2 separate regions of the Xenopus tropicalis genome follow, and region 1 is linked to region 2. The links are chromatin contacts, called in public Hi-C maps. All regions are on one chromosome and are shown on one strand. Each heading gives the region's core, a stretch centred on a gene start, on an enhancer-like site or on the middle of the called end of the contact. The rest is flanking DNA. Distances are from core to core; before and after follow the strand shown. Region 1 overlaps cuedc1 (CUE domain containing 1). Region 2 holds the start of vezf1 (vascular endothelial zinc finger 1).

The links. A called contact is a pair of places that touch in the nucleus more often than the background predicts.
Region 1: a contact with region 2 is called in a Hi-C map of liver, with 6 times the contacts expected there. The contact joins the enhancer-like site here to the promoter of vezf1 in region 2. A contact is called at or near these places in 2 of 5 Hi-C or Micro-C datasets (brain and liver).

What each region holds. Positions count from the first base shown.
Region 1 is chr2:76,217,638-76,222,526 of UCB_Xtro_10.0, reverse strand. cuedc1 (CUE domain containing 1) reads right to left here. Exons shown (of 11, transcript NM_001016217.2): 4 at 821-947. Among named protein-coding and RNA genes, the nearest start is that of cuedc1, 47 kb to the right of the region's middle. Within about 2 kb of position 3,001, at least 4 of the 11 cell types and tissues checked have an H3K27ac peak or open chromatin away from gene starts, as enhancers often do. A contact at or near this core is called in liver, where this site is marked.
Region 2 is chr2:76,133,705-76,138,990 of UCB_Xtro_10.0, reverse strand. vezf1 (vascular endothelial zinc finger 1) reads right to left here and starts at 2,305. Exons shown (of 7, transcript NM_001006864.1): 1 at 2,095-2,305. The coding sequence starts at 2,127.

The DNA.
Region 1 (4,889 bases), core at 1,752-4,251, 83 kb before region 2:
TTCTTTTTGATATATATATATATATATAAGACACCAGGTCTGTCGGGCTAATTCGCACCAGGTAATTTGACCTCTGCGCTTCTTTTGGATCTGTCATAGGCTTATCAGTTAAAATATCAGATCTTCCAAAACATTCCTGTTGTCTTTACAAATGGGAAATAACATTTATGCATCAACCCACATTACATGTCTTCCCCAAATGCCCTGAGAATTGAGATTACTTGCTACATCAAGTAACTGGCTGAATTCCAACCCTTTGCTTGGGAGAAATTTAAAAAAGCAAGTACTTGCACAGAATCTTGCCCCTTACTGATCATTTACCAAGCAAAATGGGTACAAGACAGCCACTTGCCAAATGGCCCTCCCTAACATATACTGGTAAGACCTTTGGTAGGCACCAGTCAAACCTGTTAGAGGTGCTTACAGTGCATATCTGCATTTTAGAACCCTTACAAGTCCTGCTTAAAGAAAATAAGTATATAAACCTCAATAGCCTGATAGCACTAATAATAATAGACAGAGCTGTCTAGGTGAAATCTCGGAGAGTTTAAAACGTCTAACAAGATATTTGAAAGCTGTACAGTTGGTATATTATCTATTTAACAGGCAGCAAACACAAAGCATACAAGAAAGATGAGAAGGAATACTGTTCAAGGAGAAACTGCTACAGCTCAGGCAGGCATTTCTATCTGATTTATTCTGTCATGGTACAGTATAGCTATGCACAATTTTACCACAAGGCCTCCCTAATGGAATGTACTCCTTTTGATCATCAACTTGTCTATAAAAAGTGAAACCATCATTAAACTAGAATTATTACCTGAATACTATCCATCTGTTGGGGTAAAATGCGTAGAAAATCATCTGGTAGGTTACCCACTAAAGGAGGATTCCACTTTCTGCACCTTTTTGCTACTTGAGGGCCACTGAAACTCTGCACATCAGTCCTACAAAGAAATTGAAAAAAAATGTATAATAAATATTCAATTTTACAGAAAAGTATTTAAAAAGCAAACATGATTTATTTCTAGTTTAAAGTAGAAAGAAGAAGGTAAGCTTTATAAGAAAGGTCTATGTAAATACAGTCATAAGCACAGTAATGATGCACTGAGTCCTCTATCAAAAGAAACACAGGATTTCTTGTATGTAAATATGATGTTACAGTGTTTGACTTCCTCTCTCAGAAACATCCTTAATTCCTGTGGCCAGAGTCTGCCCAGTTCTCTCCTCTCTCCTGCTCCCCCAACCACTAGAACTCCCTCCCCCCTCCCTTAGGAATGTGTGATCTGAGCTATAGCTAGAGCTGCAGGAAGGAAGCTACTTAAAATGGCAGCTGCTGTCTTGAGCAAATGGATAAAGCTTCTAAAGCTGTTTACTCTGGTATAGTAATGGTTTCTGCAGAATCAATATAGTGTTCTAGGTGGCACTAATGTGGCAAATCTATCGGTAGTAAAATGACAAAATGACTTTTCTTCTCCTTTAATCACTGCATATCTAGTATTTATGGCTTTATAGATGGACTAGTCTGTGTTTTTTTGGCCATACACTGAAAGATCCGCTCATGGTCGCCAAACAAGGTTGAATAAAAAGGTGGCCAAGAAGAGGTGATTATGGGGCCATAAGATCGCTATGTATAAATATACAAGGGGACCATATAATAAACTGATGGTTTATTAACCAATAGGTCTGTCCAGCAGAAACGAGGGCATCCATTCAGTTGTGAGAGCTGTGAAGTTGTGGAATTCTCTCCCTGATGCAGCTGTACTGGCTGATACATTAGACAGCGCCAAGGATTTTAAGCAAGGGGAAAATACACTACAGGTATGGGACCCGTTATCCAGAATGCTCGGGACCTGGGGTATTCCGATTAAGGGGTCTTTCCATAATTTGGATCTCCTACCTTGTCAACTAAAAAAATTATTTAAACAGTAGTTAAATCCAATAGGATTGTTTTGGTTCCAATAAGGATTTATTATATCTTAGTTGGGATCAATTACAAGGTACTGTTTTATTACTACAGAGAAAAAGGAAACCATTTTTAAAAATGTGTATTATTTCATTAAAATGGAGTCTATGGGAGATGGCCTTTCCGTAATTCAGAACTCTCTGGATAATGGGTTTCCGGATAAGGGGTCAGATACCTGTATTACAGAAACTCTCAGTAGAGTTTTCACAGTGACTGGTCTAATAGCCCACTTGTATCCAAGCAGGAATTTTTTCCCCTCTGAGGCATATTAGAGAGGCTTCAGATGGGGGTCTTCATAATAGGAGAACAAAATTTTTAAGCACTGTTTTTACTAATCAGCAAAGCAATGAGCCTGGTTATACAAAAAAAGTGACAAAAATGTCTCAATCTTTTACTGAAAATTTCAACATCTCTTTTCCCATTTCAGATCTGGCAGAAACCACTGTTTCCCATGGGAGGCTGAAAAACTCGTTTTTGGCAAAAAGAAAGAAAAAAAAAAACCCCATTGCATTATACTTACTAATTGAAATGCTATGCAGGTACAAAAACGTTCTACTGTTTTCTTTCCAGCATCAACAGCTATTTTAATACTAAAGGAAACATTTTGATTCTTTACAAACACACCACTCCTACCTACACAAAAACCAGTGAAATACATTAAAATAAGAAACATTCATTCTTTTGCAGTTTATAAAGAGGCCTTTTGTTCTTTAACTGATGCCTTACAATGAAAAACATTCACGGATATATTTAAAGGAAGGCTAAATAATGTATTAAATAATGTATTAACAAACTGAGGTGCCTACATTATTTCTTGTTATTAGAAATCACAAGACAAGGCAGTTCTCAACTTAATCTTAAAAGATATCTACCAAGATTTTTTAAAGCACGGTACTGGTTTGAGCAAGTTGTGCATTTGAGAAGGGCACTTCTATAATAATAAAGCATTCTCCACAATTGCTTAGTGACTTCAGCCCATAGGAATGTGAAGATTTAATTAGAAAACAAATAGCTGCAGTTCTGCAAAGCCCCAGTGTGTGGCACAGTTTGTATGCATTTCTACTGAGCAGACTATAGCAGACTAAGCACACAAAGCTTGTTTCTAGGCAAACATCAGATTATTTGCTGTGCATGACTGAATCTTAATTTGCTGCTTGTGTGTAGTTTAGCAGGAAGCACTGAGGAACATTTTAAAATATAATTACCAAAAAGCTTTAGAAAAAATAATATTCATTTGAAAAAGCAGAAAAGGTCATGTCTCAGAACTTTTCATTTTTTGATATACTTTTGTAATTAAGAGTAGTAATGTGTAATTAAGTAAAGAGATGTTTATTTTATATCACTGAAAAGATTAAAATCAGAGGATTTTAGACTTTAAAGGACATGTAAAGCCTATATTTGCCTACAATGTATATCAGTTGGGCATGTCTCCCCCACCCAAATGGCATCATGTGTACTGCATATATACACTCCGCTTGCCAGCACCATTACATTTTCCTAAAGCAAATAGCAGCTGTTGGCCATTTTTCCTCTGATACATAATAATAGATACATTTAAATCTGCAAACAGCATACACACACACAGACCCTTATTCAGCATACATTTCATCAAGAATTCAGGCTCACACAGGCACAACTGTCTTTGATAAAAGTTCTGCTTTGTTGAGCTGAGCTCAGGAGAGGAGGTTAGGAGAAAAAAATTGAAGCAGACAGCTAGAGATGAGTTTCTATGGGAACCAACAATGCCATCTCTTCACTGGCTGCTGGACTGGAGGGTGTGTTTAGTAATCTGAGCTTAGAACAACTAAGCATGCCCAAAAGCCAGAAGTCAAAGCAAATTCCTGAGGAAGGGGGGCAAGTTGGTCTCAGGAGAAGTAAATCTAATCTCTAATCTCAGACCAATTTAATTGCTTTTTATGATGAGGTGAGTAAGAAGCTGGACAGTGGGGATGAAGTAGATATAATCTATTTGGATTTTGCCAAAGCATTTGATACCGTTACCCACAAACGATTGCTTTCTAAACTAAGGTCTTAGTGAAGTCGTTTGCACATGGATAGAAAACTGGCTACAGGATCGGGTACAGAGGGTGGTTGTTAATGGTACAGTCTCTACTTGGAAAAAGGTTCTCAGTGGGGTCCCTCAGGGTTCTGTACTGGGTCCACTTTTGTTTAATTTGTTCATAAATGACTTGGGGGAGGGTATTATAAGTAATGTATCAGTGTTTGCAGATGACACAAAACTGCAGACCAGTCAATTCTATCCAGGATGTGACATCCTTGCAGCAGGATCTTGACCAACTGGCAATCTGGGTGGCTAAGTGGCAGATGAGATTTAATGTGGATAAATGTAAGGTCATGCACCTAGGATGTAAAAATATGCAAGCCACTTATACCCTTAATGGGTCTGCACTAGGCAAATTCATAATGGAGAAGGACCTTGGAGTCCTTGTAGATAATAAACTTGGCTGTAGCAAGCAATGCCAGGCAGCAGCTGCAAGCGCAAACAAGGTTTTGAGCTGTATTAAAAGGGGTATAGATTCACGGGAGGAGGGGGTTATTCTTCCCCTTTACAGAGCTCTGGTAAGGCCCCATCCAGAATATGCTGTTCAGTTTTTGTCTCCAGTGCTCAAACGGGACATGATTGAATTAGAGAGGGTCCAGAGAAGGGCAACTAAGCTGGTAAAGGGTATGGAAAGTTTCAGTTATGAAGAAAGACTGGCCAAGTTGGGTTTGTTTAAACTGGAGAAGAGGCGCTTAAGAGGTGACATGATAACTATGTATAAATATATAAGGGGATCATATAATAACCTTTCTAATGTTCTATTTACCAGTAGGTCCTTCCAACGGACACGAGGGCACCCACTTCGTTTAGAAGAAGGGAGGTTCCGTTTAAATATTCGGAAAGGGTTTTTTACTATGAGAG
Region 2 (5,286 bases), core at 1,056-3,555:
TTCAGTGCTGTTGGTATTCACAGGACTGACCTGCCAAATGCAGGTTTCATTGCGGTCCCGTGAGAACAAGCAAAATAATGGCTTCAGACAAACATGTATTCCTGTGCAGTGGCACACATAAAAGGCGACTGCACAGGACACATATTAAAATACCTGTGTGTAAGTGATCACACATTACAGCAGATGCGGACATGTTACAAAATCTAGATGAATCTATTGTGCCAAGACATTGCTTTAAATTTCTGACATATGTGAAGATATACAGTTAAAACAACTGCTCCTATAGCCTGGATGCAATTTCTGAGAGATCAATTGTGTACATATCCACTTGTCCTATTGCAACAAATTCAAGGCATGTTGTAATTTTGGTATCATATTAAAGGTGGAATGAATGCAAATGCTTCTTCAGAAATCATATCGGCCTACACAAGAAATCTGTTAATAGAACCATTGAACGCCCTTTTTAAACGTAGTTACACGTTACATTTTAATATAATTTCAAAGGAAAAACGCTTTAGGTTAACAAAAACACGAATGTGTATGAAATTTATTCAACTTGTCAGAACAAAGTTATTGCATGCAATTGCTCTCTTGCACCTTAATATGGTACTATATGTAAAGACCTAACTCATTTTATGACATAATGGGACAGTTGCTCCCAGACTTAAAGAACAGAAAAAAATAAAATAAAAAAAAGTAATCTTAAAATGTGATCTAAACCTCAGTGGGTCTCTCTGTTGCCAGAGATTGCATGACTGTATACAAAAGGTCACTTTCAGTTGGTCTCTGACCCTGCATAACTAACAAAACAGCCCTAAGTGAACTTTCCTTATGTACCTGATTTACAGCTCAACTCTTGTACAATCACCTGCAAATTATCTCTCATTTTAGAAAACATGAAAGGGCCAACTAAGGCAATTTGAACTACTAAAACTAACAGCTAGATCTGGAAACTGATCAAAAAAAGTCTAGTGGGTAAATAAACAACAGATCAAATTGCAGCAACTCGCCATAATCTGTAAAAGTACGGGAGGTGCAGTCAGTGGCCATAATAAGCCGGTATTACCCCAAGTCTCGGCCGCACAGCCTGCAGTGACACAGCACTACTCCCCCAAGGCAATGCAGCACTGCGGCCATGTAAGCAATTGTATGTTCCCACCCGGGGCTAGATTTCACCTGTTGGTGGGGCACAGATATTGCCTTCTTATACCTCAACGTCAAAATATCTATATACCCTTGCAATGCGTCGAGAAGTGAAACCGCAGCCAGACTTGACACACTGACCCCCCCCCCCATACGATCTAAGCCATTCTACAGAACAACGCCATTGCACTACCAGCGCAGGGTATAATAAATGTGTATCTGTACCATATAACAGAATCAAAGCTCGGCAGTCCGTTATCTGCACGAAGAGCGAGTCTATCGCAGGCGCACAGTGTAGCGGCTATGGGCAAACAGGATTAAAATGCGGCACTACAAACAAAGGGATCAATGCTGGGGCCTTGCCGTGCTACAATGCGCTCCTAGCAGCTCCTGTTACAGAACACGATCGTGAGAGGAGAAAGGTTTTGGTGGAACACACAATCTGCTGTTTGACTTAAAGTAAATCGCAATCAAGGTTTTGTGGAATGAAATTTCCAATCTAACAAGCTAACATTCCAGTTCATTCCCCACAGCTTTCCCTCCAGCCAGCCAGCCCATTCCGCCCTCTCTCTCTCTCTGCTCTACAAGGACAAAAATAGTGTCTCTTCTGCGCTGTCTCTCCCCTCCTGTGTCTGCCTCCGCCCGGTGCAGCCGGCTCCTGTCTCCCCTCTCTGCCCGGGGAAGGAGGGAGGGTGAGGAGAGAAGGAGGAGGAGGTGGTGGATGTGGGGGGGCTGTTTGCTCCCGGGTGTCCCCGCTTCCCGGGGAGGGGAGTGGAGGAGAGGCTGCTGCTGCCTCGGCGGCGGGGAAGGGGGGAGCCAGAGGGAGGAAGGCGAGGAGGGGGGAAGAGGTGGGGTGATTCCGCCGCCCTTTGTCAGATTTCTACCGAATACAGAGATGTGCAAACGGGGAAATGGCTACAGACGGATAATAAGTCTCTTTTTCATTCTTACCTGAAACAAGAAAGCGGTCCAGTTGGCCTCCATGGCGTTCCCGGGGAAGGAAGGGGAGAGAAAAAAAAGAGAGGGAAGGGAGGAGGGAGCACAGCGCTTGGAGGAGGAAAAAAGGAAGAAGGAAAAAAAAAGAAAAAAAAAGTCGCCGAAGGATCCCTACATGAAACCTACAACAAAGCAGCTGAGAATATGGCAGCGCCTAACAACTTCCGGTAACCTCTGGGAGAGACCATTGGGGAGGAGGAGGAGGGGGACTGGTGGGGGAGCGGGGTGGCGCAGCAGCTCCGCCTTCGGTCATTGGCGAAGGGGGGTTGGGGGTGGATACCATGATTCTCCCCACTACTACCACCCTTACTTGTCCTCTCCCGCCTTCTGGTCGTCGTGTGTTTGGCTAGACTCCCCCGTCTTCCCAAATCTGTGGAAGAGGTGGTGATAATAGAGTGTAAATAAACCTCCCCAATAAAGGACTGCAGTGTTGCTTGTTTATTTATGTAGCCCTCCTTTTCTGCGCGTGATGGCGGTAGGGATCGGGGGACGTGGTAAAATGGCCACTGTTCGTATCAATAATGTGAGCTAGCGGAATTACCTCATTCAGAGTGGGGACTCCAGACAAAAGGGGCGGCTGTTTAATCGTGTCTGTTAGAATTCCTTTTTTGTTGCACGCGTAACGTCGCCATTTCCTTTATTGCCTACTGTGTATTGCGGGGAATGTTCCATAAGCCACAAAATGAGCGAACGTTGATGGGATTACTGTTAGGGATGCTTACCCACTTCGCTCCCATGCGTATTAAGAATGTAACATTAGTGACCCCTATAATGAAGAGCCCCCTGCCATTAATACAGTACTAGTCTCGCCATTTCTAAGTGTTGGAGGTGGAAGCTTAACATCAGCCTGGGCTCGGTATATTGGGCGTTCATATACATATATAAACCAGTAGGACGCTTATTCTCCTAAACATCTGAAAATGTAAATCAATACTTTGATTTGCCTCGGCATAACTGCTCGTTTGCCATTACACATGCGCAATCCACAAAGAACTGACTACAGTCAATGAGTATTTCCTTCCTTTTCTTTCCTAAACATCTGCCCCAGGGCGCCCTTTTCTTTACAATCCACCATTTGTAACTGCACAATGGGAGCACAGAACAGGCGGGAAAATAAATATGTTGATTTATCTGGTCTTTTCACAACTTTCACTCTAGACCTCCCCCTCTAGCAAATTAATGCCACACAATACAAAAAAAACTGTAAAACGTGGTGCAATCTGTGTAAAAAAAAAAAAAAAAATGATCGCATGGAAGTGTGACTCTAAACGGTCTGGCTCTGATTTGCAAAATAAAAAATATACGCCATGCTGTTTACAGAAAATCTAAATTTATTTTTACACAAGATTTCAAATTACCATTGTATTAATGTTCATGTTTCAATTCAGTTGATTGCTACACTGAGAGTTTTCTGTACACATTTGTACTTTGTTTAAAATATGAGGGAAAACATGTAAAACTTGAAAACAAATGTAACAATGAAACATGTAAAATATCAATAAAAACAAAAGTTTACAAAAAAATCTGAGGGAAGTAGTGTTACGTCCATGTTTGTATCAATCTTTTCATTTTGTCAACTTTTAGCATTTTCCCTGTGTGTACATTTTATGTATAAAACATTTGGTGTGCCACTTGCCTGTAAATACTGTAAATACAAACCTTTGATGCACCCCTTTATAAAATTACATGCACCGTTTTGGGGACATTAGTTGCCAACAGTGGCAAAGATTTATCACTGGCAACTAATCTCCCTGTGGGACATTAGCCTAAAACTTTTTAAAATGTGGTTTTTACATCATTAATAATAACAAGCACACCTTACACCACCTTCAGTGTAATAAATTCAATATAATAGTGGCGTTTTTTTTAGCGAACAGAAACACCAGATAAATGGTTGTCATTTGTTGACTGTTTGCTTTAGGTTGGCAGAGGTCCAAACAGCCCCCCATCAGCCCAATAAATAGTGACTGTCCAGGGCATCTTACAGCAGCCCCTCTGGCATTTGCCAGAATTCACACATTGCCAGTCCAGGCCTGAGCTCATGGATGTGATTTTCTTCCTCTTACAGCCAGGGTAGTTAACTGCCCAGTATATTATTAGCCCTGCTAGTAAAACATCTTACTTAGATTTCAACATTATTAATTAGTGAGATTAAATAGGTACATATATTTCCTTTCTTTCACTTTTTTCTCAGGAAAAGGTGGCAACTATAGTTTAGCAGGCTAAGGTTAATGCCCCATGGAGAGATTAGTCACCCACAATAAATCTCTGCTACAGCGGGCAACTATTCTCTCAGGGCGAAGTCACAGCAATTAGTACCCGCCACTTTTTTAAAAAGTTGTGTCAACTAATTTGCACAGTGAAAACGCAGCTTAATTAGTCACAGCAACTTTTATAATATCCTATGATGCAAAAGCCACTGCAATTAGTCTACTGTACAGCACTGCGTACATAAGTAGCGCTTTATAAATAAAGATATACATACATTAGTCGCTGCAACTGACTTTTTAAAAATTTGTGGCAATTAAACGCAAGGCAACTTCAGCAACTTCGGCAAATCACGGCACCACATATGCCATCCCACCGGCGATTTAGATTCTAACCAGTGGGATGACATTGCGTGGAGATTAGTCGCCCACAACCACGGAGATTTGTCGTGGTGCGACTAATCTCAACGTGTGTCACGGCCCTTAGACACATGGAGCTACTTGTCATGGCTAGTACCAGAAAATACCCTGCCATTGACAATACCAAAAATTGTCTCTGCTAAAATACACGTGCCTCTGCTAAAATACACGTAGAGATAATTATCATTAATTATCAGCCAGATAGCTTTGAGTAATTTAATGTTAAAGTCATTTTCAGGAGATTTGTTGCCAGCTGTAACACAGATTAAATCGCTGGGGAAAAATTGTTCTTGTGCCATAACCCTAAATGTAAATCAAACCTTATTCACGGATCAATTCAGAATATCCAAGTGTTAGCCCTTTTGTGCTCAGAATTTAAGGACTGTTCATGAAACATAGGTTTAGTGAAAGTGGTTCATGTATAAAAGTTTAACGTTGACATAAAAGGAGAAGGAAAGGTAAAAACTAAGTAAGCTTTATCAGAAAGGTCTATGTAAATACAGCCATAAGAACATACATA